Linked DNA regions of Mus musculus: all the other regions are linked to region 3. Evidence: chromatin contacts called from public Hi-C and HiChIP or PLAC-seq data. All regions are on one chromosome and are shown on one strand. Each heading gives the region's core, a stretch centred on a gene start, on an enhancer-like site or on the middle of the called end of the contact. The rest is flanking DNA. Distances are from core to core; before and after follow the strand shown.

Evidence for each region. Hi-C and Micro-C count contacts between places; a contact is called where the count stands out from the background. HiChIP or PLAC-seq counts read pairs in DNA pulled down with a chosen protein or histone mark.
Region 1: a contact with region 3 is called in a Hi-C map of bone marrow-derived macrophages, with 41 read pairs. The contact joins two enhancer-like sites. A contact is called at or near these places in 2 of 15 datasets of contacts at CTCF or cohesin (CD8 T cells and the NIH/3T3 cell line), 15 of 484 Hi-C or Micro-C datasets (the 63-12 cell line, the HPC-7 cell line, bone marrow-derived macrophages and 7 more), 10 of 115 datasets of contacts at active chromatin or transcription factors (the 230-238 cell line, CD8 T cells, the HPC-7 cell line and 7 more) and 3 of 9 other capture datasets (adipose tissue, liver and pancreatic islet).
Region 2: a contact with region 3 is called in an H3K4me3 HiChIP or PLAC-seq map of bone marrow-derived macrophages, with 4 times the contacts expected there. The contact joins the promoter of Atg16l2 here to the enhancer-like site in region 3. A contact is called at or near these places in 10 of 39 promoter capture datasets (3T3-L1-derived adipocytes, HPC-7-derived erythroid cells, the SN4741 cell line and 6 more), 1 of 15 datasets of contacts at CTCF or cohesin (CD8 T cells), 6 of 484 Hi-C or Micro-C datasets (B cells, bone marrow, embryonic fibroblasts and 2 more), 29 of 115 datasets of contacts at active chromatin or transcription factors (the 230-238 cell line, the HPC-7 cell line, SST interneurons and 22 more) and 3 of 9 other capture datasets (adipose tissue, liver and pancreatic islet).

The regions. Positions count from the first base shown.
Region 1 is chr7:101,228,415-101,232,586 of GRCm38.p6, reverse strand. The region is part of intron 8 of Fchsd2 (FCH and double SH3 domains 2); the gene reads right to left. Among named protein-coding and RNA genes, the nearest start is that of Gm50587, 28 kb to the left of the region's middle. Within about 2 kb of position 2,091, at least 15 of the 459 cell types and tissues checked have an H3K27ac peak or open chromatin away from gene starts, as enhancers often do. A contact at or near this core is called in bone marrow-derived macrophages and microglia, where this site is marked.
Region 2 is chr7:101,299,898-101,304,156 of GRCm38.p6, reverse strand. Atg16l2 (autophagy related 16-like 2 (S. cerevisiae)) reads left to right here and starts at 2,069. Exons shown (of 18, transcript NM_001111111.1): 1 at 2,069-2,256; 2 at 3,946-4,045. The coding sequence starts at 2,130.
Region 3 is chr7:101,087,092-101,091,568 of GRCm38.p6, reverse strand. No RefSeq gene overlaps it. Among named protein-coding and RNA genes, the nearest start is that of Fchsd2, 19 kb to the left of the region's middle. Within about 2 kb of position 2,713, at least 50 of the 459 cell types and tissues checked have an H3K27ac peak or open chromatin away from gene starts, as enhancers often do. A contact at or near this core is called in CD8 T cells, SST interneurons, VIP interneurons and 5 more, where this site is marked.

The DNA of each region.
Region 1 (4,172 bases), core at 842-3,341, 140 kb before region 3:
TATTTTCTATGGCGAATTATCTAATTCAAACCTTTGGCTTTTTTTTTTTTTTGAGACAGGGTCTCCTGTAGCACCACTTGAACTTGTAATACAACTAAAAGTACTTCCAACTTTCAAAGAAAAATATTTACTTACAGAAGACATACATGCATCATGGTGCATATGTGGCAGTCAGAGTACAATTCTGATTTTTTTTCCCCGCTGTGCTGCAGAATCTGGGGATCCAACTCAGATTGTTAGGCCTGCACACAAGTGCCTCTACCCACTTAGCCATCTCACTGGCCCACCCTTAGCTTTTGACCCTTTAGTTTCCACCTGAGATTCCAGGTATGTGCTGCCACACCTGGTTTATACAGTAATAGAAACTGAACTGCTGGCCAAATAGTTCACTAACTGAGCTACATCTCCAGCCTCTGCTTCATACATCTCAGTTGGAGTCTATTTCTGATTTCAAATGGCAATAACTCTTTATGTATTGTATATAGCAGAGTTTTGCAAGATAAATAATTTGTAAATATTTCCTTTCATTTTATGGGCTGCTCTTTTCACTTTCTCAAGTATCTTTTGAAAAACGTGTTTTAAACCAAGTGGTGGAGGGATACATCATTAATCCCAGCACTTTAATCTCAGGGAGAGGCAGGGGATCTCTGAGTTCAAAGCCAGCCTGACCTACAGATTGAGTTCTAGGACAGTCAGGGCTAAATTATGATATCTAACATTGTTCTTCTTTCTTTTATTCCTTGAATGTTATTTATTTATTTTATTCCTTGTATGTTAGTATGTTATTTATAAGAATCATGTATATAAATTTTACAATAATTATTTTTGTACTTTGTGTCTGGCTTTTACATCAAGCTTTTAATATAAAATTGACTTGAAATAAAACAAAACCTGTCCCCGAAGCAGAGTAATAGTGCTGAATCTTCTTTTACCACTAGATGGCACCATTGAGTACTATAAACAGGCAGTGCAAATAAATGCCTTAAATATATTTAAAAAATTTTAATTAGATATTTTCTTTATTTACATTTCAAATCTTATCCCCTTTCCTAGTTTCCTCTCCAAAAATCTCCTATCTCCTCCCCCCCCCCCCCGCTCCCCAACCCACCCACTCCAACTTCCTGGCCCTGGCATTCCCCTATACTAGAAATGCCTTAAATATAAACTTCAAATAGTTATGAACATTTTGGACACTGTAGTGTGTTGAGATGGAATTAAAATTTCTACCTTAAATCATGATTTTCATGAATTTGTTTTAAAAAGAGACATGTTTTCTGATATGAAGTTTTTGACTTAGAAATATTCTTAGTAGCTCATCCTAATAATCTTGTTTGGAAGAAATAGCTCATTTTACCTATATACAAGACATGATAATATAGGTATCATGAACAAGGCGTGCAGTTTAAGGTGAACTATATTCCTATGTAGTCTGAATGATATTGCTATTGAGTGTCAACTGTACTTAGGCATTATACTAGCTATCTGAGTATGAGTACCAGAAAACAGGGAAGAAAGGAAAGAAATCAAAGCTTTTTAACAGTTAACTAGCAGTGCTAGTGATCAAACCTTTGCACTTCGCACATGCAAAGTGTACACTCTAACACAGAGCTATACTGCTAACCTACCAAGTTCTTTTGTTATTTCTTAGCAATTTCCTATTCCAGTTATTTCTGCCAACCCATTTCCTTTCAAGATAGTATTACATAGCCCTGGGTGGTCTGAATCTCACTATGAATACCAGGCTAGTCTCAAATTCACAGAGATCTGCCTGACTCTGTCTCTGGAGTGCTCAGATAAAAGGTATATGTAACCATGCCTGGTCCTGACATCCCACTTCGCACTGCATCAGGGAGGATACCCCTGACTTGTATTTTATATGACTGACTATTCAACACTCTTCCCTGGCCAGGCATTATGTTCAGGATAGGTTTTGTTTGTTTTGAACTTTACCACTGACCGAATAGTTTGGACATGGCTTCTGTCTGACCCCTTGTTCACCTGTTTGCCATTTCCCTTCCCTGCAACACTTTCCCTAAACTAAGCCTCTCTGAGCTCTACCAGCACTTCTCTTGCCTCTGAGCTCACATGTCACATGTCACAGGCCCTTTCCTCATCCTCTCTCCCTGCCTTGCTCATTATCATTCAGCCTTAAGGGCTTCTCTTGATCGCTGTGAACTCTGGATGGTTCTTGTCTTTTTACCTCGTGGCTTTATCTTGTGCTTCTGACGCTTGCCTGTCCTTCTTTTGGTTATTGAACTCTATGAACAGGAAGGGCCATGCCAGTCTGTTTAGCATTGAATCTTGAGGGTCAAACATGGAGCCTGAAATACTGACAATGTTCAGCAAATAACTGTTTGATAAGTAACGTATTGGATCAGAATTTATAGGTTTAAAACTATGGGTGAATCCACATTAGCCCTCATGACTGAAAAGCCTGATGGTATTACAGCAAAAGAGAAGCAACTGAGTTCACAAACTGTACGATGTGGAAGGTCCTAAACTTAAAAAAAAAAAAGTGTGTGTGCACTAAATAAAACGTTGCCTTCTTTTTCCCTTTTATTATTACAAAATAACTATAGTTTATATCAACCATATTCCAAACTCTGTCTTTTGGTTATATTATAAGAAAAACCTTGATTTGCACTGATAATTGATTATAAATAATTAATACTTTGCCTTCCTATATTTTTATTCCTCTTCAACACAGATCAAAAGCCTTATAGTAGACTGCTGAGACCCTACTGTCTTGGGTCCTGAAACCCTGACTAGGGATGGTGAGGGAATGAAGAAAGGACGCACAGACAACACACAGCAAAGCAGGGGTCAGATGGGGTACTACTACTTGCTACCGTGGGCAACTCAGAACCTCAGTGTGTTTTTTAGGGACTGGACGTGGGGAGGGGCTAGTCTTGTAAACAGCAGTCAGGCTGAGGCTGTAAATATCTGGGAGGAGGGAGCTTCAGTTGCTGCTTTCAGAGGTCACTTCCTTACACACAAGACTCTGGAGGAAAGCTTTTCCCTCTTGAACCTGGCCCACATGGCAATGGCTTTGACAATTTCCCATGGGTCCAAGGCCTTGGAGACCTTGGCATGGCTGTGCCCATGTTGACACTACACATTCACCCAGGACTACACACACTCAGGGCTTCCTCTGCTTCCTATAGTAGACAATTTTTTATTTTAAAGTTGATCAAGCAAATACAAATGATAATATGTTTCTTAAATTTTTAAAGTAAAAACTATTCTTAAAAATTATTTTTAATTATTTGTATCTGTGGATGCTCATGGAGACTAGGGGTATCAGATCCCCTGCTTGGAGCAGGCAACTGTAAGCAGCCTAATGCAGGTGCTGGCATGTGTACTTGGGTCCTACTGTGCCATCACCCTGTTCCCTTAAAGTAAGAACTATTTAAATGGTAAACGATAGGAGAAGCAAAACTCTGAAGGTGTGACATGGGCATACATAGTGATGGTTCATGTGAATAGTAATTTACGTGCTCTGTATGACTTCCTGGATTGCCTCTAATACTTAAAACTTTAGTAGGTAAGTCATCCAAGTGTATCTTTCAAAACTTTTGACTATTTAATATGAGTTTTCAGTGGCTTTTAAAATTATTTTATGTGTATCAGTGTTTTGGCTGCATGTATCTATGTGTACTATGTGCAAGCCCAGTGCCCACGGAGATCAGAAGAAGGTGATGGAACTCCTGAGACTAAAATTACATACAGATGGTTGTGTGCCACCATGTAGGTGCTGGGAATCATGCCAGGGTCCTCTGTAAGATCAAGAAGTGTTCCTAACTGTGGAACCAACTATTCATCCCCTTAATACAAATATTTAGGAAAAGAATTCTGTAATACTTAAATTGAGAAACCATAAGCCTTAAGTCAGGACATAGGAATAGTCCAACGGCATTTAAAAACCCAAAAGCACTGAATTTGAATGTCTTTAAGCAGCTGTGTTTCTTTGTGGTTAGCTAGAGACTAAATGGAAATGTTTCTCTACATATTCTTTCTGTTTTTTTTTTTTTAACTCATTCTATTTGCATGGTCTTTAACATCTATTGAGTATGGAATACAAGTTCATAAGGGCAAGTATTCAAATAGGAAGGGAAAAGGGGGGCATCATAAAGACAAAATGAGAAATGGAATTCTAGTGTCCTCTACTCAAC
Region 2 (4,259 bases), core at 820-3,319, 210 kb before region 3:
GAGACCTGGAAGTATGTCACCATACTCTTTGATTCCCCTACCATTCAAAGATGACAAAACTAGTTTAAAATTTGGAGCAGCATTTTGTGAGTCCAAAAGGCATTAGGTGTGCTGAAAAGATGGCTCAGTGGTTAAGAGCAGTTAATGTCTGAGGCACTAGCTGAGGACATGAGTGAGTTTCCCAGCACCCACATTAGTAGTCAGACTGGCTCTAACTTTAATTCCAGGGGTTCTGATGCACCTGCACTCGTGCACGTGCACACACACATACCCACACATGTGCGCGCCTAAAAAGAAATCTTTTACAATTATTAAAAAACCTGCCACAACATGACTTCCTACCTAAAGATGCAGCACACTGTGTAGGACCTGGGGATTGGGGGGGGGGGGCTGTTGTCACAGAAGCCTCAGGCCCCAGGAAGTGCTTCTGGATATGATGTGTGAGCAGAGCCAGACTTCCAGCAGGAATACTGGGCACAGTACAGTGCAAAGGCAGGGGGTATCCAAGACAGACACAAGGGGGACTGAGGCCAGTTTGTAGTGTTTTGAGATAGAGTCTTGTTATGTAACCCAAGCTGGCTTGGAACTTACTATGTACCCCAGGCTGGCATCAGTGCTGGGATTACAGTCATGGGCCATTATGCTCAGCTTCACTATAGCTTCACCGAACAACAGATACATATTCCCCTGGGGTGTCACTTGCCTTTACTGTTTTTCAAGTCCTGTAACAGACCCCCAACTTGAGACCCCAGTATCTCAAGGCTTGTCCCCTGCAGGGCCTAGAGGGCTTCCTGATATTGCCTTTTCCCTCCCATCGGTTTATTTCTTAGGGATAACCAGGTCTGCCTTCCCTAGCTAAAAACAGGGCTTGAAGCTGAACCTTCCTCAGTATGTCATATTGTAAGGCTAGGCCCACTGAGTCTCTCCTGTCATTCTTTTTTTTTTTTTTTAAAGATTTATTTATTTATTATATGTAAGTACACTGTAGCTGTCTTCAGACACTCCAGAAGAGGGAGTCAGATCTCATTACGGGTGGTTGTGAGCCACCATGTGGTTGCTGGGATTTGAACTTCGGATCTTCAGAAAAGCAGTCGGGTGCTCTTACCCACTGAGCCATCTCACCAGCCCTCTCCTGTCATTCTTTACCACAGCCTGTATCTGCAGAATTCTTTGCTAGAGACAATTTCATTACAATTCCCCGTGAGCCCAGATTCACTGTCAAATGTACCCACAAGAGATGTCTGTGCTGTCCAAGAGAGGCAGCAGATAGGCCCTGAGTTAGAACTCTGGGTTGCTGGCTAGCTCAGCTCCCTACTACACACAGCTGCAAACGAGGAAGCCTCTTCTCTCCTCTGAGCCTGGGGTTTTCCAGATAAACGGAGTCTTTTCTTAGAGCCCTAAATTTTGCTACCAACTGGACCTCTAAATCTTGCTCCTCCCACGGACAGTTCTGCGTCCTGTCCTAACAACTCTGAAGCGCTGGACCTTGAATCTAGGCCCCCGCGCAGGGTTAGCAAAAACCCTATCGCTGAGCTACTCCCAACGCCCGCCTGCATTGGAAATTTTCATGTCATCAGACCATGTCTACTTGTTCTTTCCAGAGCTTAAGAGTCCTTTTGTCTCCGCTCCCTCTGGGTAACGGTCTTAGTTGGTCCTTCATAAACCCCCACTCAACTGTCACCTTGTAGGTGACAGTGGGGCTCCTTCAGGCAGTCTTCTCTCTTAGACTGCTTGTGCCTGGTGCTTGTCTCTGTACAGCCCCTGGTGGTAGGGTCTCCCCTTCCGGGGTAACTTAGTGAGTTCTGCATCCTCAGCTTCTGACACTGGTCCAGGCACCAAGAGGTTAAGGAAGGCGACCTTGAGGCCCCGCCCTGGACGCGCCCACAGGCGACAGGGAGGCTTCAATCCCTGCTGCTTACTCCGGGACAGAAACGCACACCTCTGGGACTGAGGGTTTTTGCTGGGCCGCAGCAGCACCTGCTTTGAGGTGTCCAGATCTCCCCGACAAAAGCGCTTGGTACAGCCCGGGGATTCCCCGCTGCTGCCGCCCTGACGTCATGGAGTCCCCGGGAGGCTCCGCCCCCCTGCTCGGGCTGGAGCTTTGCGCGGCCGCTAGGGACTCGGCGGCCATGGCAGGACCTGGCGCCCCCTGCGATCCCTGCGCGCCCGCCGCTGTCTGGAAGCGCCACATCGTGCGGCAGCTGCGGCATCGGGACCGCACGCAAAAGGCGCTCTTCCTGGAGCTAGTGCCGGCTTGTGAGTGCGTCCCTGGGGGCTCGGGGATGACTGGCTTTGAGGAGGTGGGACTCCCCGCTCGGGGAGAGGGCTTGTCCCGCCACTCGACTTGTGACTCAGGGCAGCGGCGCCGTCACGGTTCCCGAGGGCTTTGCGTCTTGGAACCTGTTACGCCCCTCTCCGCATTGGCTTGCCTGCTGTTTCCAGCTCTGGTGCTGCTTAGCCCCAAAGACTCAGCTCTGCCTCCCTTGAGCATCCTAGACACAAGCTCTGTCTCAGTGATGGTTTTGTCGAGTCCTTCTTTCAGGCCGTCCCTAGGGCAAGGCCTGGTCAGTCCATTTGGTCCCAGAGCCCAGTTAAAGAAGGCAGGCGTGGCCAGAACAGCCACGGTAGCTGAAAGGAAGGAGCGAAAGTCTCTGGTAGGTTCTGGTACGGATAGGTTATACTGGCGTACGTTCGTGGAGTACCTCAGTGCCTAGCGGATCGTAGCTCGAATGGGGCTCCGGGTTCCTTTAGGTTGTTTGTCGCGCGGCGGAAGTTAAATTCTCATGTGGTTATTTCTGGGCACTTTGGCTAGGAGGAGGAGATGTGTGCACTCCATCCGAGGAACACTGGAGTGCATCTGTATTTACTGCCTTTTGGTGGACTGTGATTGTGTGTTTGAGGCTGAAAGTCTAACCATACTCCCTACTTCTTCCTCACTTGGTGCTAATTTTGATGCACCCACGCAATCAAATTTGTTTTCCTTGGAACTTTGTGAGGGCTGGCCCTCTCTTGGGGTTGGATACCTCTACCTCCAGACAACCCCACTTCTCCAACTGCTCTGATGGGCAGTGGGACTATCGGTTTAAGGGAGGGACCACCCAGGAGAACTGCAAGACTGGGAACCTAGAGACCCAGGTCTGTGGTTTGGGGTAATTCAAGTCCTTTACCTCAGATTTCTTACTTGCAAATGAGGCACATTGTGACCTTGTATGCCGGGGTAGGGGTGCTTGCAATGCCTTGTGGTCTCAGGTAGTTTTGAGAATTTGTCAGGGTCCAGGAACCTCAGACAGAGAAGGAAGGGAGGTGAGGATCTGGCCTGAGGTTAGCAGCCTCAGTCTGCCTGGAATTGGTTTAAAACAAAACAAAACAAAACAAAACAAAACAAAACAAAACAAAACAGCTGGAAGGAATGTGGGTGAGGGGGTCCAAGGTCTAACCACCTATCTTGGGAAGATTTGTTCGATAATTGCTCAAGGGCTTTCAATATTGACCTGGGGGAAGCTGTTGCGTGGAAGTGAGAATTACTTAACTGTAAACCTTGAGGTCTTGGAGGGGAAGCGACTTGCTGGAGGCCATACACAGGTGGTTTTGTTTATTTCAACATGCTCTGGGTCCAGACTTTGTCCCTGGCAGAGGTGAACTAATCCCAGGCCCCTTGCTTTCCTTCTGTTCTCTCTTCAAGTGCTACCTAGCCATGTTTGTCCCCAGCATTGGTGGTCTTTCTGTCCTTGTCTCCTGGGTGGGCTTGTGGGCCTGTGCTGTGATGAGGCTTTGCCAGATACAGATATTCCCCCAGGAAGGGGCAGAGCCCAGCCTTCAGAGGCTTCTTTATTCCCAAGACCCCTGGGCTCCTGCAGCCATCCCAGTATGAGGTAGCTTGTATGTCGGGAGTTTGTTGGCAAGCGGCTCTGCCTTTGCCACAGGCTCACCCTTTTGCATCCCCAGATAACCATCTCCTAGAGAAGGCTGAACTGCTAGCCAAGTTCTCAGAAAAGTTGAAGTCCGAACCAAAGGATGCCATCTCCACCCGACATGAGGACTGGAGGTGAGTTGTCTGTGAGTGATCAGAGCTGCTTGTGCCTGCCTCTTTGCTGTGCTCAGCCTTGGCACCTCATCAGTCTGTAACTCCTGGGGATGTGAGCGAGGGCAGTGGAGGCCTCTTGAGTCCTCCCCAAGCTGGCTGCTTACCTTAATATCTTTAACCCCGACGCTTCTCTGTGCATTTGTCTCCTGTCCAATCCTGTTCTCGTGTTTCCCCC
Region 3 (4,477 bases), core at 1,464-3,963:
TCTCCATTTCTCTAGCTCATTTTCCTTTCTAACTTACCGTCCCCAAGGATAGGGAAGGCATTAAAGATCAGGTAGTCTCAATAGGGGATGTGGCTTGGTTGACTGAATGCTTGCCTAACATGCACAAAGCTCTGGGTTCAATCCCCAACACTGCATAAATGAGGGAAAGATGTGCACTTTGTAATCTCAGGACTCTGGAGGTGGAATCTGGAGGTCAGAAGTCCAAGGTCATCCCTTGACTACATACCTAATTGGATGGACCAGCTAGAGATCCTGTCAAAATATAATACATGTGCCCGTGTACACACACACAGACACACACACACACAGACACACACACACATACAGAGAGAGAGAGACAGAGACAGAGACAGAGATACAGCTTTGCCCCCTCTAGATCTTTTTATTGGACTAATGCTAGAGGCATACAGTATTTAATTTCTGAAATCCAACAGGCTCTTGACTTTGGACATCATCTGAGGAGAGAGAGAGAGATTCGTAAAGAACCCTACAGAGACAGTTATGGTGGTTCATGCTTAGATATCCAGTACTCTCCAGGTTGTGCCTGTAAGAGGCTACAAGATTTCCACGAGCTCAGAGTCAGCCTGAGCTACATAATGAGTTCTAAACTAGTTTTGACTACAGAGTAAGACCCTGTCAAAAGAATTAAGTGGCATCTCCCAACACTTAGCTTATCTCTGTGAGTTCCAGACGGACCTGGTCTACATAGTGAGTTTCAAGATAGCCAAGACTACATAGTAAGACCCTGTCTCAGAAAATAAAACAAAATAAGATAAAAGCCTACAGAGGTAAGTATGATAAGTGAGATTTCTTGGGGAAGCAGACGAGACCTGTGCCTGGGATCTTGAAACATTGTTAAGTCACCAAGTGGAGAAGTGGGGGAGGGGCAAGGAATAGCCCAACTTGCCAATTAGTGCAATCCATTCTGATGCAGGAGGCCTGATTTCAACACAATTCTTTGCCTTTCCTCAAGTTTTATCAGCTAACAACCCTCCTGGGGGAATTCTATCTATGTAGAATCTATAGTCGGCCCTAGAGCTATCTGGCTTTCTCTCTCCCCACCCGATAGAGAACAACTGCATAGAGAGATAGTGACTATCCAGTGTGGACTGCCGCACTAGTGTGGAGCTCAGAAAACAGCTTTGTGGAGTCGGTTCTGTTCTTCCACTTTCTTGTGGGTCCAGGGGATTGAACTTGGGTCCTCAGTTTTATACAGCAAGTGCCTTTTACTGACTAAGCCATCATGCCAGCCCCATGGAGGCCTTTCTGTAGGCAATGACCATGACCTAAGATAGAACATCTCCTTTCAACTACATCAAATAACTCATTTATTGGCCATGTTGGGGATCAAGTGCTAGGGCTTTCACATGCTAGGCAAGTGTCCTACCACTGAATCACTTTTAACACTCTATTGTTTTGTTCTGCCTTACAATGTTGCTTTTGGATTGTGGCTTAAACCCAGGAACTCTCAAACATACCAGGAAAGTTCCCTACCACAGGGTTTCGTCCCCAGACCAGCTCTCCACTTTTTAAAATTAATTGATTTATTAATTATGTTTTGAGACAGAGACTTACTATTTAGTCCTGGTGGGCCTGGCGATCACAATGTAAACCATTCTGTCCCCAAACTTATAGAGATCTGCCTGCCTCTGTCTCCTTAGGACTGGAACTCAAGGTGTGAGCCACCGCACCCAGCTTTATTTATTTATTTATTTTTTATTTTTTTGAAACGGGGTCTTGCTCTATAACACTGGCTGACCTGCTACCTGCTATGTAGTCCAGGGTAACCCCAAACTCACCACACTCCGGCTTCCTCAGCCTCCCCAGGGCTGCGATTATAGATGTACACTACCATGCCTGGCTCATTTCTCCAATCTAAAAGTCATGAAACTGTAACTACCCCAAAGCCAATGCCTTCCTTGCTCAAGGTCACATAGTGAATTAAGAGAGTGGTTGTTCGCCCCTAGCATCTGGAGCCAGAGGTAAAATTGATATCATTTGTAGAACTAGGCTGGGGCAGGGGTGTTGCTGGAGAGGGATCAAAAAGCTAAGAACGTAGAGCAGGATGCAATCAGGAGGGTGTGGCCTTCTCCCACACCACGAAGCAGAAGAGACAGGAACTCCCAGCAGAGTGGGTGCCAGCTCATTGTTTCAGGATGGCAAGAATTGATGAAGGCACAGTGTCATGGCAGCTGACCCTGGGCTAGAATGCAAAGCTTCTCTCTCCCATTGGGGTCCTATCTACTCATCTCTACTCACTAATGTGACCCCTGGGTGGGATATCTTTCCAGTGCCTTGGAGACTCAGGGTTCCTCTGGTCTCTGTTGTTAGAAGTTTCCAATTGATAAGCTAGGCAGTCAGACTGGACTCAAAGCCCAGGTCTCCAGGCGCCATACAGAAGAGAGGCACCTGGGGAGCGGGTAGAGAGGGTCTTGGACAGGTCTTTGGATATTAGTTTTCTCATCTTTCCCGAGGAAGACCTGGAGTCAGCAGTCTATGAGGTCTGGCCCCCTTTGCTGTGCAAGGGTAGGGAGGTGGGGCTGAGCTCCTGGTGGGCTGGTGGGTGGGAGGCAGAGGAAGTGGCAGGAGCCACCCTAGGCTGCCCATGTCTGTCTGGGCTGACCCATTACAGGCAGGGAAATCACAGACTCAGCGCTCAGACATCTGGGAGGCTCTGGGCAGCCTGGGTATTTTTAGAAGGCCAGACATGCCCAGAATCCTGGGCGTTGCTGAGCCAGAAAATCAAGGAGAACAGCAGAGAGCAAACCAAAAGCAGTGGCCTGAGCCCTGAGATCAGCTGGCCCGGCTTTTCCCAAGATCCCTGCTAGGCCTACTGTATGCACTTGTCCCTTTGATTGTCACTGGATCCTGCTTCCTTTTGCGTATTCAGGTGCAGACCTATGGCACAGTCCAGACCTGCTTAGAGTCCTTGCCCTCCACCAATTTACTTAGGCAGCTATTTGGTACCTTTTCTGGTTCAGATGAACTTCTGGACCCCAGGGACATATAAATGACAGGAGCGATCTTCCCATTGTTTGTGGGTAATGAAAATGCCAGTGTCCTGAGATCACTGTGGGAGAGAAGGAAGTTGGATCTGGAGGAACTCTCAGGACTTCCACAAGAATCAGATAATAATCTAGAGAGGAAAATGCCAACTTCCAGCTGTGGGGCTAACACTGTGGAGTGATTACCAGTCCTTTTCAGACCCAGGCCTTTTCCTCTTATATTGTTTCTGAAACAGGACATTTCAGAGGTGGGGTAGCCAGGTGTGGTGGTACTTGCCTGTAATCCAAGCACCCAGGAGGCTGAAGCAGGAACATAAAGTCTGAGGCCAGCCCAGCCTGAGCTAGAGTTAGTTGAAAGTAAACCTAAGCAATGTAATGAGGCCCTGTCTCAAAAAGGCATCAAGAGAAGGGGGAAGGGCGCAAACAGTGCAATAAAGGGTAACGCAACCCCTTCCCACACTTATCTACCAGAAAACATGCCTAGCTTGCAATGGTAACCGGAAAGAATGGTTGTCCCTGCACCCTTCCCCTAATTTTATCTCCACAAACTTCTCCAGGTAAGTCCACTCCATCACATTGCAGACAAGAACCCAAGTCCTGCAAGGGGCTTCTCTAGCCCAGGTGGACTCTGAGCTATCTGGATCTGCATGTCCTTGTGTGATAGAAAGCACAGGAAGGATACTGCCAGGCTTGTGTTTCAAAGGGAGAGGACTGGGGTGGTGGGTGAGCACAGGGCAGGGGTGCATCCTCCCACCCCACCCTTGCCACAGTTCTGTAGCACAACTGCGTCTTCAGTTTAGACCTGGAATGCCCCTGGGTCTCTTCTCTGTAGCTTTCTACCTAGGATTTTTTCCAGTGTCTCACTAGCTAAAGTTCTCTGCCTTATTTGTGATATCTGTGACTTTTCTACCTAAATTATTAAATTTGCTACTTGTACTATAATGATGACCTAAGCAAATTAATAAAACATTCTGGCTAAATGCAGAGTGTCTCACCAAGAGGGTTCTTCTTTGTCAACACCCATGGCCAGCCTTATCAGCAAGCTGGGGCCATCTCCTAAGGTGACTGCCTGGCAGCATCTTATATGGAAACTTATCAAGTTTGAGACTTCCTGCTCTAGCCAAAGGGATTGCTTCTTCCCTGCGAGGTGCTGCTATGAGGTCTGTTCCCAAGTCACTGAGCAACCTTTGAGTCTCTCAGTCTGGGTCTGAGATTCTTCACTGTAAAATAGAAAATGGAGCTAGGCAAAACCTACAGCCCCTTCTGGTTCCAACACACTAGGATTTCACATTGCAATGGAGTCATTTTTCCATATTCTCCTTGGGTCCCCTGGCTGACCTGGGTACCGTCGTGGGGAACTAAAGGCAGAAAAGTGGTGTTTCTAGGAGGCCGGGTGTCTGCCAGGTATGAAGGGAACAGCTCAGAGAAGGTTAGGATCATCAGGAAGAAAG